Linked DNA regions of Hordeum vulgare: region 1 is linked to region 2. A link is a contact called in public Hi-C data. All regions are on one chromosome and are shown on one strand. The core of a region is the stretch at or near the end of the contact, and the rest is flanking DNA. Distances in the headings are between cores, read along the strand shown.

Evidence for each region. A called contact is a pair of places that touch in the nucleus more often than the background predicts.
Region 1: a contact with region 2 is called in a Hi-C map of seedling, with 2.2 times the contacts expected there. The contact joins the promoter of LOC123444328 here to the promoter of LOC123444325 in region 2. A contact is called at or near these places in 2 of 6 Hi-C or Micro-C datasets (leaf and seedling).

What each region holds. Positions count from the first base shown.
Region 1 is chr3H:470,860,509-470,867,427 of MorexV3_pseudomolecules_assembly, forward strand. LOC123444328 (subtilisin-like protease SBT5.6) reads right to left here and starts at 3,323. Exons shown (of 10, transcript XM_045121014.1): 1 at 3,068-3,323; 2 at 2,774-2,868; 3 at 2,510-2,607; 4 at 2,053-2,226; 5 at 1,845-1,956. The coding sequence starts at 3,175.
Region 2 is chr3H:470,331,269-470,338,021 of MorexV3_pseudomolecules_assembly, forward strand. It overlaps LOC123444325 (probable galacturonosyltransferase 15), which reads left to right and starts at 4,965. Exons shown (of 6, transcript XM_045121011.1): 1 at 4,965-5,499; 2 at 5,622-5,692. The coding sequence starts at 5,298.

The DNA.
Region 1 (6,919 bases), core at 2,073-4,572, 530 kb after region 2:
AGAGAGAAAACTACTCTACCGCAGACTGTTTGTACGTCTGCTGCTAAGACCATCTCCAACAGGCGCCTAAAAAACGACTTTATCGTGCGCTGGTCGTCTGGTTTTGCGCGTCGCGCAGCGCTGGCTCCAACAGCCGCGCTATAATGCATCGCGCACGCCGCTCCAGCAGTGCCCAAAGATGCAGCTCGCACAATTTTTTTTAATAAATAGATTGCATTTAAATAAAAAAGATACAAAGTTATTTTACATAGATAGCAACTAGATAGGTAGTTCGAAAACATAGATAGATAGTTCGGTGCTAGATAGTTTGATAAAAAAAATACTAATCCTAGTCGCTCCAGTCATCTGCATCACCATTGTCGTCGGTGTCGTCGGAGGTTGACAGCCAAATGTCAAACCATCGTTCATCTTCTTCAGTGAAGAAGGAACTCCCGCCTGCATTGACGAGGTCGGCATGCGCACACGCCAAAGCCTTCCGACGACGTCTATCCAACCGCTCCTCGCGGCGCCGGCGCGTGTCCTCCTCGCGACGCCGGTCCCAGTACTCCTGCTCGTAGGCGACGTCTTCCGGGTGGCGCCGGCGCCACTCCGCCATGACCCGCTCGTCCTCCTGGGCGACGAGGAGGTGGCGCTGCATCGCAGTGTGCTCCGCACGGTCTTGTGCGGAGTTAAGGCGAGGCGGCGGGGCGAGGTCTAATGCCTGCTGGAGCGTGCGGACGTCGGGGAAGTTCATCTGCAGTCGCGGCCTGCCTAGGCGCCACGCCGCCGCGTCGAACGCGCGGGCGGCCTCGTGCGTCGTGTCGTACGTGCCGAGGCTCAGCCGGAGATCGCCGGAGCGTATCTCGGCGTAGAACCCGCCGTTGGGGCGCTGGCGAACGCCGCGGTAGCCCGATGCAGACCGGCGGCGCGGCGGCATGGTGGCTCGTCGGCGGCGGTGGCAGCGCGAGAAGGGAGAGAGAGCGCGGCGCGAGAGGCAGGGAGAACGCGACGGCGGCGCGAGCGGCAGAGGAAGAGAGAAGAGAGAACGCGGCACGAGAGGCAGGGCAGCGCGCTGCCTTTTATGGCACGCGCGGGACGCGGCGCCGCAAAAATGACGCACGGGCTGCCGCCTTTTCGCGCGCGCTAGCGGTTCCCTCGCGCGCGGTTTTTTCCCGCCGCCGCTGGAGCGCGCATTTCAGTCCCGCGCGCGGTAAACTGGCGTTTTTTAGCGTGCGCGGCTTTTTGCGCGCCTGTTGGAGATGCTCTAAGCCATGCAGGCAGAGATTATAAAACAAGCTGTGCACTGCAGCCCTGCAGGACTCGGCCGGCAAGGCGCCAAGCTGGAGTCTTGCTCCCGAGCTGGCCCGCCATCTCGGGTTTTTGTTCGGACGTCCACGGTCTGGTCCCGGTTGAAGCGTGCAGCCACCCACGCCGGAGATTCTAGTTTGGATACATCGACGTCGTGGACTGGCTTGGCTATGTGTGTGTGTGCGCGCGCGTGGTGGTTCTCCTTTGGTCGTCAGTCGTCACTGTCTTGTCATCGCAATCATAGGTTGATGCACTGCATGTATGTCTGCCTTTTGTTTTGTTTTGTTGTCTTAGTTCGATATTGTTCTGATTTTTAGTTTGACGAAGTGATCGATATCCATATGGTCACACGATGGAATACGGCAAGAGGCCGTGCATATGTCCCCTATTTCCAGCAAGAATATACTAGCCTGAATAGACCGACCAACCAATCTTCCAGCAATAACAAGGTACCCATGAAGTATGAATTTGTATGTGATAAACTACTAATACCAGCTAAAAGAACTAATACAAGCTGATTATTATACCCTAAAAACATACTACAAGTAATAGCTGACCTGTTGCAGGAGGAGGCATTGAAGGAATCTCCTCCTTGACACACTCCCTTCCACCGCGCGGGCACTGGCCCTAGCCCTTCGTCGCCGAAGCTCCTCGACTCCGGCCAAATCCCTGTAGTGTCAAACAATCGCTTCTTGTCAACGCAGTTCAGTTTCACTCCCCGTGTTTGCCAAAGCAGTTCGGTAGTATTCAGTAGAGCCTTCTCACCGGAGTCCAGCATGCCTACGATGACATTCTCGCCGGCGTGAGCGCCGGACGGCAGCCAGTCCCCGCTGTCCAGGCCTCGGAACCCTTCCTCCAAGCCCACAAACTCCCAAGACCTCGTGGTGTGTGGGGACCACCTCCCGTCGCTCCGAAAGGTAGACACCACCTCAGTCCTCTCTGCAGGAGCAGGAAACTCCACATGCATGGCATGAGCCAGACGAACAAGGACATATACCAACAGTGATAGACAAATCACAATACAGTATTACTCCCTTTTAGAGATTCCACTAAAAGACTATACACGGAGCAAAATAAGTGAATGTATATTCTAAAATATGTCTATGTACATGCGTATGTAGTTCATAGTGTAATCTCTAAAATGTCTTATATTTAGGAACGGACGGAGTATTTATCGTGCATCCATTTTTGAGAAAATCCCTGGTGTCACTGTAGACACTACCTGAAAGCTTTGTGGCTTCATCATCGGAGAGAAGAGCCGCGAAGCCATTCAGGCTGTGCTTGTAGCTGTACAGCAGCGACGCCCGCGCCTCCTCCTCGCTGGTGAACGAGGGAAAAAGAGCGCGTGAATGGTTAGCTGCGACTTGTACACGAAGCCGGACTCGCTAGTATCCCAGTATCCGGCGCTGCCACTGCCACATGTATGTACGCAACTACGCATGCATGCATTCATTAATGGCTGTGTATGTAACGAGTATGTATGTACCTGCCCTTGACGGAGAGGAGGAGGGCATGGTGATCATCAAGGACAGTTTCCTTCGACTTCTCTCCTGCGTGCTCGCCCAGATACACTATATAGACCTGTCCACAACGGCGATATGAAAGTTTAGTAATCCGTCCCTTCTGCAGAGCACGCAGCTCACACAGAATTAAGCGTAGGGAGTTAAGCGAAACAGAAGCATCATGAACGGCAGGACCGTGCCGGCCATGAACTAGTCGAACTAAACCCGTGAGAAATCTGTTGATTAACAGCGAAAAATGGATTGATTGAGATGATGACCTGGCCTTGCTTGGTAGAGGCTGAGGCAGTGAGGAAGGAGAAGAGGAAGAGGAAGAAGAGAAGTCCGGACATGGCCGGTCGTCCGCTGCCTCCTCCTGTCGCCTCCATCGGAACGCCGTATCTCCCTCCGTGTTTCCACGGCTTGGAGGCTGTTTATATATGCACTATACAGAGTTACAGACAGAGGTTCTGTGGCGAGGCGATGGATCGGGCAAAAGGGACACGGTGGAATAGTTTGATTGTCTCTCGCCCTCTAAGACGATACCATCTTTTGCTTCTTGTATTATATTGTTTGTAATTTTTTGCTTTCTTCCCAGTATTCCTTTTTTTCCCTTTTGGAGGAAGAATCTTCCCTAGCCTCAACTTGAAGCTGTGATGACTTATTTAACTTGGATAGTTTGGTCTGGATTGGATACATATACTCTGCATTCTTGGCATTTTCAGCAAGAACAAAAAGAGCTAGTCTGACACTGCAATCGCACCCACTACTGTCTTATCTGTATTTTTACTTTGTTAGAGAAAAGTCACTTGTGTTCTTCACCGCATTCAGGAAAACACACACTTATTATGGTATTACTAATAATATGTGCACCCCGCGTGCAGTGTAGTAAGAATTTTAAGAAATAAGTGTTTTGAAATAGCAGATAAAAGAAAACCAGCTATATCGTCCATATGATGGAGAAATAGTGGAGTTAAATGGAAAGTGTAGGTACAAATTATCTAAACAATATGTGTCAATTTAGTGAGAACACTCGAGGCCAATGGTATGTTAAATGCTTGAGAAGGGCATCTTCAAAGCGGACTCTCAATGTAACCGTCCGGACGTGTTTAGCCATCCAACATGGATGACCACACATATTTTTTTGGTTAATCCGAGACAACTTTGTGTGTGTGTGTGGTGGGGGGTGGGGGGGGAGGGCTTTGTTGGAGTCCGGATAGCATCCATGTAGGGCTTCGACACCCTTGGCCAACCCCCAAAACCCCTTCTCGAGCCCGCGCCTCCATCCCTTCATCTTTGTCTCTTCATCACTTTTATATCTAGCCTGTGTCGTTGCTCCACCACCCTCACTGCAGCGCCACACCCTTGTCAAAACTTGACGAGTCTCTCACCTCCAACTGTACACCTGGGCTCCATGCCACTTCTCCTCCGCCTCCGTCCCAAAACTCTCCTTCGACCGCCTCGCAGGTACCATATGCTCTTATGATACCCACAATGCCCGGCAATTGTTCGGTGAATTACCCAAGCTAATTTCTTCGTCCCTTCTTCTTTGAAGCAATGTATTTGGATACGGAATACATATACGAGCACTATGTTGAAACGTCCGATAAGGAGGACTACACGTATGAGACGGTGATGATGCAGGCAGTCCTTGTAGATGTGGAGCATGCGGAGGAGGATATTCTCAATTTTCAAGGGATCGGTCAACGGTCGTCGAGTGCTCAACTGCAAGAGGGCGCATGTCCATTTGACGCCGATGTACGACTAGTTTTCCCTGGATGCCTTCTTCGCTCACAATATTCACAGGCACTTTCGGATGCGCAAAAACGTTTTCGGTCTTCTCTACCATGGCGTCCAGTCCTTTGATGACTACGTCATCTTGAAGAAAGACGTCATGGGAAGGATTGGGTTCTTTCGTTACCAGAAGTGCACTCACACACTGAAGATGCTTGCATGCACGGCTGTTGAATCGTGGGACTACTACCTATGAATGTTTGAGAGTACATGCGAAGATGCCATGGTCAGGTGTGCAACTGTCGTGGTCGAGGTGTTTCAACCTCAAAACCTGAGAGAAGTAACTTGGTAGACACCGGGAGGATCTTTGAAATCTCGAAAGAAAGAGGGTGGCCAGGTTTAGTCGAATCTCTTGACTATATGCATTGGAAATGGAAGAACGGTCTCAAAGCTTTAGAAGGGCAATACGAGAGTCATGTTTAGAAGCCCACCATCATTCTTAAAGAAGTTGCATCACATGATCTTTGGATTTGGCACGCTTTCTTTGGCGCTACAATGTGCTGCAGCGACCACCATTGTTTGCTAAGATGACTGAAGGAAAAGCTCCTCCTTGCCACTATACTGTTAATCGACATGATTACAACATGGGCTACTATCTGGTTGACGATATCTATCCTATGTGTGTCAACACCATCTCTAACCCAGTTGGACAGAAAAAATATCACTTTGTCGAAAGACATGAAGCGACTAGAAAGGATGTTGAGAGGGTATTTGGAGTTCAGCAAGCACGTTTTGCACTTGTTGGTGGACCTGCTAAAAAAGGGATCTGGAGATCTTGTGGGAGGTGATGACCTGTTGTGTGATCATGCACAACATGATTGTGAAGGATGAGCTGAGGATGCTGCCACAACTCTTGAATTTGAGAACATGGAGGATCCTATCAAACTTTCCGACCAGAATCCGTCTACATTTGAAGAGCTTGTTCAAATGCATCAATAAATTCGGCATCGAGCGACTCATGAGCAACTAAAGGAAGATCTAATTGAGCATTTGTGGGCGGTCAAGGGCGACAACGATGTTGGAGTGTGATATTTAAACTTTTTTAAAATTAGAACTATGTATGCGTCTATTTGAACATGCATACTTCAAAAAATGGGGTCAAATGTATGCGAGCATCGTTGGATGGCTGGCTCCCGCAGGGTCCACCGACTTGTCCATGTCTGCAAACGAAGACGGGGTGCCCGTTTTGTGGGTCAGCGTTGGAGATTGTCATAGCCTTAGAATTGTTTGTAATTAGTTGCATTAACATCTTGGCATCATGATTACATTTTTGAAACTTCGAAATGAGGATTGAAGAAACCCTAGTAGATAATTAATTCAGTTAGGTTTAAATTTAAACATTTTCTGTGAACCCAAAATGGCCTTAAAAAATGTCCATGATTTTTGGATAATGTTGGAAACAACAACCAGAGGTGACGCACATTTTGCCTAGCCATCTTGGATTTTTGAATTAACTCATATTGTATTTGAGTTGGAGTTTAAAATTTACCATTAAATATTGGCTGCTCCAAATATTTTGAAATTTGTTGTGTGTAATGGGGATATGTATCTAGGATAGGGTCACAAGCCTGACCCAGATGTCCTACCTAAGGGTATCTCATTATTAACTTGAAGGTCACAAGGAAGATTCTGATTGGATAGCCATGGCGTCTAAGTCACTTGGTAAGCAATCACTCAGAGTATTTTCCCCTTCACTTGACAACCAACTTCCACTCGGAAGAAACCATTCGACGCAGAAGACCAGAAGCCACTCCAAGGAAGCCAACATGCGAGTGTTCGGCTGTTCATCATGAATAGCATTAATTACGCACGTTATCAGTAACATACACATTTAAACTCTATTGATCGAACCCTTAGATGCTGGGCCTTGATGAGGGGTAGCGCACTCTATATAAGTCACTCATCCCCTCTGGCACAAGGGTTCGTACTCCCTGTAACACATATTCCACACCGCAAGAGCTCAAGAGTAATGATACGTAGGGCTTACCTCCACGAGAGGGCCTGAACTCATACATCTTGCGTACAAGCTTGCCGTAGCTAGGACTCTGTCATCTCCTTTCGTACCCTACATCTCTACTGTGAGGTTCATTCCCACGACAGTGTGGTTTTAAAATATTACCAATATTTCCCAGAAAAATTTACAGAATTAACCAAAATAATTCTGTTTGAAAACCAAAATCAATACAAATTTTCAAGAATAGAAAACAGAAAACAAATAAAGAAAAGAGAGGAGAGAACTAACCTCGTGGCCCAATACTATGCAGCCCATCTCGCTCATAGTGCTAGTCGTCTTCACCGTGTGCTACTAGGCACAGGAGATACACCACACAACGCGCGCG
Region 2 (6,753 bases), core at 3,715-6,214:
TCGCTTATAGTGGGTGGCTAGAGTGACAGAATTTTACACCCGAGTAATGGTTTGTTTATGTTTGGGAGTAAAGGGGACTTGATGTTCAATGCTATGGCTGGGTTTATCTTAATGAATTCTAGTAGTTGCGGATGCTTGCTAGATATCCAATCATAAGTTCATATGATCCAAGTACGGAAAGTGTGTTAGCTCATTCCTCTCCCTCATATAAAAATGCAATAATGATTACCAATCTTGTTATCAGTTGTCTAGGATGATTCCACACTCCATACCATCATTATTGCACACATGCTATTTGTAATATATTATAATATATTCTAACTCTATTTAGTGTAGCAGCTATTTTCATATTTTATTTCTCCAATATCATGCAACGCTATCCTCTTTATACCCACAATGCAGTTTTATTTCTCGTTACTAGACACAAACAAATTTTTGGTGTATGTAAAGTCGTATCGATGGCAGATAGGACTTGAGAGAATATTGATCTTACCTTTAGCTCCTTGTGGGTTAGACACTCCATACTTACCAGTTCTATCTTTGGAAAGTGCTACGATGATTCCTTGCACTTGGGGATTATCATCCTACAAAACTCTGCGCTTGGAGGCCTAATAGAGTCGACAAGAATAAAGTTGTGTAGTAGACATCAAGCTCTTTTCTGGCTCCATTGCCCGGGAGGTGAGTGATTGAAGGTATATATTTAGATCTTGCAGTTGAATATTTTAGTTTCTTGTTTTTCACTAGTATTGTTTATAAAAAGAAAAGTACAAAAAATGGAAATTTTACCTCAATTTCTTCATCTTTATAATGTCTGGCGTGAAAATGATGGTTCGGAAAATTGTGCCAAAGTGTTGGAAGAAGAATTTAATAAAATATTTGGCATTAAATGTTTGAATGGTGAGCACGATAGCAATGTTGTTAGTATGGAATCATTGAATATCCATGATACTAATGATGATTGCACTAGTCATGATAAAAAAATATTTCCTATAAGCATGTCAATTTTTGTGGAGTCAATAAAATTTATGAAGACATGCCTTATAGGGATGATAGATTTTGTGTGAAGCATAAACATGATATAACCAATTGGTGGATTAAAGTGATAGATGAATTAGCCACAAGATTATTCTCTCTTCATCCCATTACTTGTGAACTTTGCAATATTGTTGGTCATCTTAATTTCCAATGCATGCATTTTAATGATCGAACCATTTCCAAATGTTGTGATAATTTGATCTCCCGCGAACTCTATAATGAACTTTGTTTATTTTGGGGGTGTGAAGATTTGTCATATAAAAATTATTGGTTTGATATATTCCTCATCACTAACATAATAAAACTAATCTACAGGAAATCTATATGTTTTGCATAGTAAGTTGCAATGAGAATGCTTATATTGCAAACTATAGAAAGACGAAAAAACCAATAGAATATAAAGGGAATACTAATGAAAGGGTAAAGGTCTCCCAAAACCCTCTTATTGTTTCTCGTAATGAATCGGGTTGCAAGGAGAGGAGCTTCTCATCGAATCAATATCATTAATAAAGAGCTCAGAAAAAATAATTAAACCCACACATGATGTGGTGGAGAAGAAGAAAATGTAGAGGTAAAAAGGTATCTCTCCCGAATAATGTTGCCCCTATCATTGTTTAGAATGAATCCTATGGTACTGAGGACGGTGATACACTTGATGATTTTGTTATGCCTATTGCTTGTCATGATAGTTATGATTGGGAAGATAATGATACTTCTTATAATCTTGAAAATATTTTTGGCTCCAACTTGGAAAGTATTGATGATAATAATTCTTACACTATTGGCTCCATTCTTACTATTGATCATAAAAGTTATTATGCTAATGATATGCAAACCCATAAGCTTGGGGATGCTATGCTTGATGAGAATGACATGTTTGATAATATATTTGCTGCAATTAATGTTTGTCCCGAGCTTGGGGATGCGATGCTTAATGAAGAAGGTCTTTTTTGTCCCCTTACTTCGAATGATCAAATTTGTCATGATGATTGCATGCCTCCTGCTTATGATGATTATTGTGATGATACTTATGTTATAAAAAGTAGTGATGACCTCTAAAAACCCACTTTTATAACAAAATTCATAAGATTGAATATTCCCCAAAATAGTGGGATCATTACTACCTAAAGTGTACACTCTTCCAAACCTGCTTTCAATAGTATTGCAAATATTATTATGAGTAATAGATTCATCATGAGGCTCAAATTAATTTTCAAGATCACCAGAAGCATCATAATCATCTCCCCAATCATGATCATCATAATAAGTAGTAGGCATAATAAAATAATCATTAGTAGTCCCTAGATACATAGTATTAGAATAAAAAGTACTATTTCATCAAGAGTATCATCATCACTTGAGTCATAAATAATATCATGTCTATCCCAATCATATTTTTATTTTATAACTTCTTCATTAGTAGGGGGGCTAAAAGTATCATGTTCATCAAACTCACAATCCCCAAGCTAATAGCTTTGCATATCATTAACACAACTCATGGTAATAGAATTCATATTGATATCATTGCAATCGTACTTTCCATTCAATAAGTGCAATAAAGAAACATTTAATTTTATCACATATTCTTATTAGTTATTGGTTTACAATATGCAATAAGTTTGAAAAGATTAGCAAGTGGATGAGGATTCATAATCAGCATATTAAAACTTTTAGCTTATCTTTTAGTGTGTCAAAGATAAAGATAGCATAACTAGGCAAGATATAAAACACGTAAATAACGAGTTTGTGTGAAGGCACTTGATTTTGTAATAGAAGACTTCCCCACAATGTCGCTAGAAATTATTTTCTACTCCCGTACGAGTTGATGGGATTCCCAAAAAAGGAAGTGTGATGTATAATAGAAGCAAAATATTCCCATCAATTAAGTACCAAGGTTTAATCGAACCAGTAGAACCTTCTAAGTTAACAAGATAAACAACACCTGCACACAAAGAAGATAAAAACGTGTACCCATCGTGGCAAAAGGGTTGTCAAGCCCCTTGTCTTGCTAGTTACAAGACTAAAAGAAAATAGAGATAAACTTACAATATTAAAAGAAAATAGAGATAAACCATAGCGGTAAAAATAACATCACAAATAAAGAAGAAATTTTGGTAAAAGAAACTATTGTTCGAGAATAGACCTAGGGGGCATAGGTTCACTACTGGTAACTTTCTAGAAAACACGTGAATGGCATGGTAAACAAATTACAATTGGACAACTAAACAGATTACAATATTATGACTATGATCATTCATGGCATAATCTCATATAGGAATTATATTCATCATAATTAGACCATTAGTCCAACTGCATCTACTACTATTACTTCACTCCAAAACCATTATCCAACATGCATCTCAGGTACTAAGTTCTTAAAAAATAGAATATCGTAATAAGAACGATGACATAATGTAAACAGGAAGAAGTCAATCAATATGACAAAATCACGTCATTTTATCCTTAATGACAACAATAATATATGTATCTTGAGCCTTTTAGTCGCTAGGTTAGAGCATCACAAGATTGAACCCATTACAAAGCACAACTCTTTGTGAAGAAAAACCCATCGAACTTGGCCAAAGAAAATAGATAGATCACACATCATACAGAGTTATTTAATTATGCAGCAACAAAACCCAAAAGTTTCAATTGAACTCAATAAACCATCTAATAATATAGTGACAATTCATCATGCCACAACAAACATACTACCGATTACATCGAATAGATCTCGATAAAGAATGTGACATGGTATCGAAGATCCATAAGAGGGAGAGAACCATATAACTACTACTATGGATCCGTAGGTCTTAAAGGAACTACTCACACATGGTCATGGAGGCAACAAGATTGAGGAAAAGGCCTTCGGTAATGTCTTTCCTCTCCGGCAGGGCTTCAGATGGGATCTCTGAGAGAGAGAGGCTTGCGGTGGGCGATAAAATTCTTCAAGAGGCATGACAGATGGTTCGTTATTTATTGGGAATTATGGCGACGGAAATAGGTCAAGAGAATTATGGCGACGAAAATGGGTGTGATCGTGTCCCTATGGGCCCCTCCATGGCTAGTCTCTAGTCCCCCCCCCCCCCCCCCGAAGTTTCGAGAGTTTTTTGTTGCTCAAAAATATTGGGTAAACTCGACAACTATTTTGACCCATGTAGGTATTGATTTCTCGCAAAATAAAAAACAAGCAAAAAAACAGAAACTGACAGTGGACACTAAGTAAATAGGTTAGTCTATACAGATAATATAAACCAGTATAAAATCATATAAAAGAGACTATATAATAACATAAAAACAATTAAAAATTACATATATGTTTCAGACGTATCGGTTGCCCGCCACACGGCTGTCATGACGTGGTTGTCAACCACGTTGGTGCATCGGGTTGTAGCGCGTGACGCGCCGCATCTAGGACAAGGACACCTCAACCCGCCGTCAAGGACATCGTGCGAGGAGAAGAAGATTCCCTGACGCCGTTGGGCACGCCTCTGACGGCGGCGAGTGTGGTGAGGGGAGGGAGGGGGGCATCCTGACGATGGCGTTAGGGTTGGCCTCGTGGACGCTCGAGGGAGCGTTGCGGGAGGAAGGGGGACACTCGTTGAGATGTGACTTTCAACATTTCAACTGCCATGTTTACCGGGCAGGAGGACAGATCGGCAAAAGATTCCACAAGAGCCAGAGGCCAGTCACACGGATACATCATTCGAACAGTAGGTGTGCTTATAACCAATAACCAGACAAGGCACATAATGCGAGAGCTAAATCTAACGAGCGGCATGCGACCTGCGAGCGCGACGCGGCACGGCATGGAGCAGAGCACCACCGGATAAGCCACACCGTCGCCGATGCCTTCCCCCACGGCCACGGGCCAGCCACAGCCCACAGCCAGTCCACAAGCCTCCGCGGCCGGGCCCCGCGCGTCACCGTCAGCCACTGTCGGTGGCCTCCCTCACATCTCATTTCATTTCATTTCAAGTCGCTCCCTCCCTCTCTTCCCCCGTCCGCCAGATCCCGTCGCCCCTCCCGCGCTGCTCTACAGTTTCCCATACACTACTGTACTATAGCTCGCTTGGTTCGCCGCCTCCCTCACTCTCACTGGCAAGCACGTCCCGCTCTCTCACGACTGATGCCTATAACTCCCCGCGCCACGCACCTTTCCTCCCCCCTCCCCGCGTTCCCACACCGCCACGCGCTGTTCCTCGACCCGGAGCGTGGGCTCGTCTCGTGTAGCTTCGTTCGTTCATGAGCGGCGGCGAGCAATGAGGCTGTACATCGCGGCGGCCGCCACCGACGACGACGACGCGACGAAGCCGCCGCCGCCGCAGCAGCAGAAGCAGCTGCAGGCGGCGCGGCGAGGTTGCCGCTCCATTGTGGTCACGGGCCTGCTGGCCGGCGTGCTCCTCTTCCGCGCCGCGCTCCTCGCCATCGAGACCGGCGCCTCCCTCTGCCCTTCCGCCACCGGTAAATAAGCTCGCTCGCTCGCTCGCCAGCAGTTCCGTTCACTCCTTTCTCGGCGGTGATTCGTGACATGTGCGCACGGCACTGGTTAATCACTCCACCATTCCCGTGTGCGATTGCCTCAGGTTGCTCGGACTGGAGGGCGGGGCTCGGGCACTGGCTCTACGGCGGCGACGGAGCCGGCGACGCGACGGAGGTGAGTCCGGTCCACCACTAGTGTGTTAGGCCCGTGTCCGATCGTGCGCGCGTCAAAATGTGTTTGGACTGGACTTTGGTAGCAGGCCGCGTAAGTTAGGCGTCCCGCTTTCTAGTTTCTACCCGAGCTTGGACATGTTTTTTTACTCCTGTGTGTGTGTGGGCGCGCGGTCGATGGGCACGGAGATTCTCACGCGCTTCTGCTCCCTGTCAGTAAAGCGCGGGTTCACGGGAATGGGAATGGGAATGTTTAGGGGCCAGGTCGGCAACACGTCGCTGCGCTCCGCCGTGGCCTCCACCACGTGGCCGTGCCCGCCCCATCGCCCGGCCTGATCCCCGCACTGTACGTACTTTGGACTGCCAGAGCTCCACGGTTGACGCCCCAGTTGAGCTACCACTCGTATTCAATGCTGCATGTTCTGCGGTGCCCCAGATTAAATAGCCGGTGTGTGACTTGTGTGTGTGTGTGTGTGTGTGTGTGTGTCCGGCCGAGGTCAAACACTTTTGCCTGGCTGAAACGGCACCGTGCAGCGTTTCGCGGCCTGTGTTTCTCAAAAGTGGTGAAACGGCCGTGGATTAAAAACCTTTTCTGGTCAATTTGTACCCGAAAAACTGCCTAATTCGACGAAGAGGACGGAACTCTGCATAGTGCTAGATTCGTACGTACGTGCATTATTCCGGCCCGGCGGCCGGCGGGGCCGGCCAGGCCAGTTGGTGGGTTGGGATTACTGTGTTGCGAGCCGCTATGGATATATACAAAACCCTTGTGACTTTTCCTTCTGAACGAAAGAAGAACCCCTTGTGAGGGAGCCGACTTGTGAGTGAGGATTCTCTGCTAGTGGCCTGCAATCCAGCGTGGAAATGCTCATCGGACAAGACCTTTTGCGTTTGGAAGTATTCGTACATTTGCTCTTTTCCAAGCATTTGCAGCCCTTGTGGAGCTGTGGTCCTTTATCCATCCATGATCCATGCATGCATGCTCGTAAATCTCTGCTTTCATGTGCAAAACACACATGAATCTTCTTACTGCTAGTAGCACTTTACTGATAAAATGACTGTTAA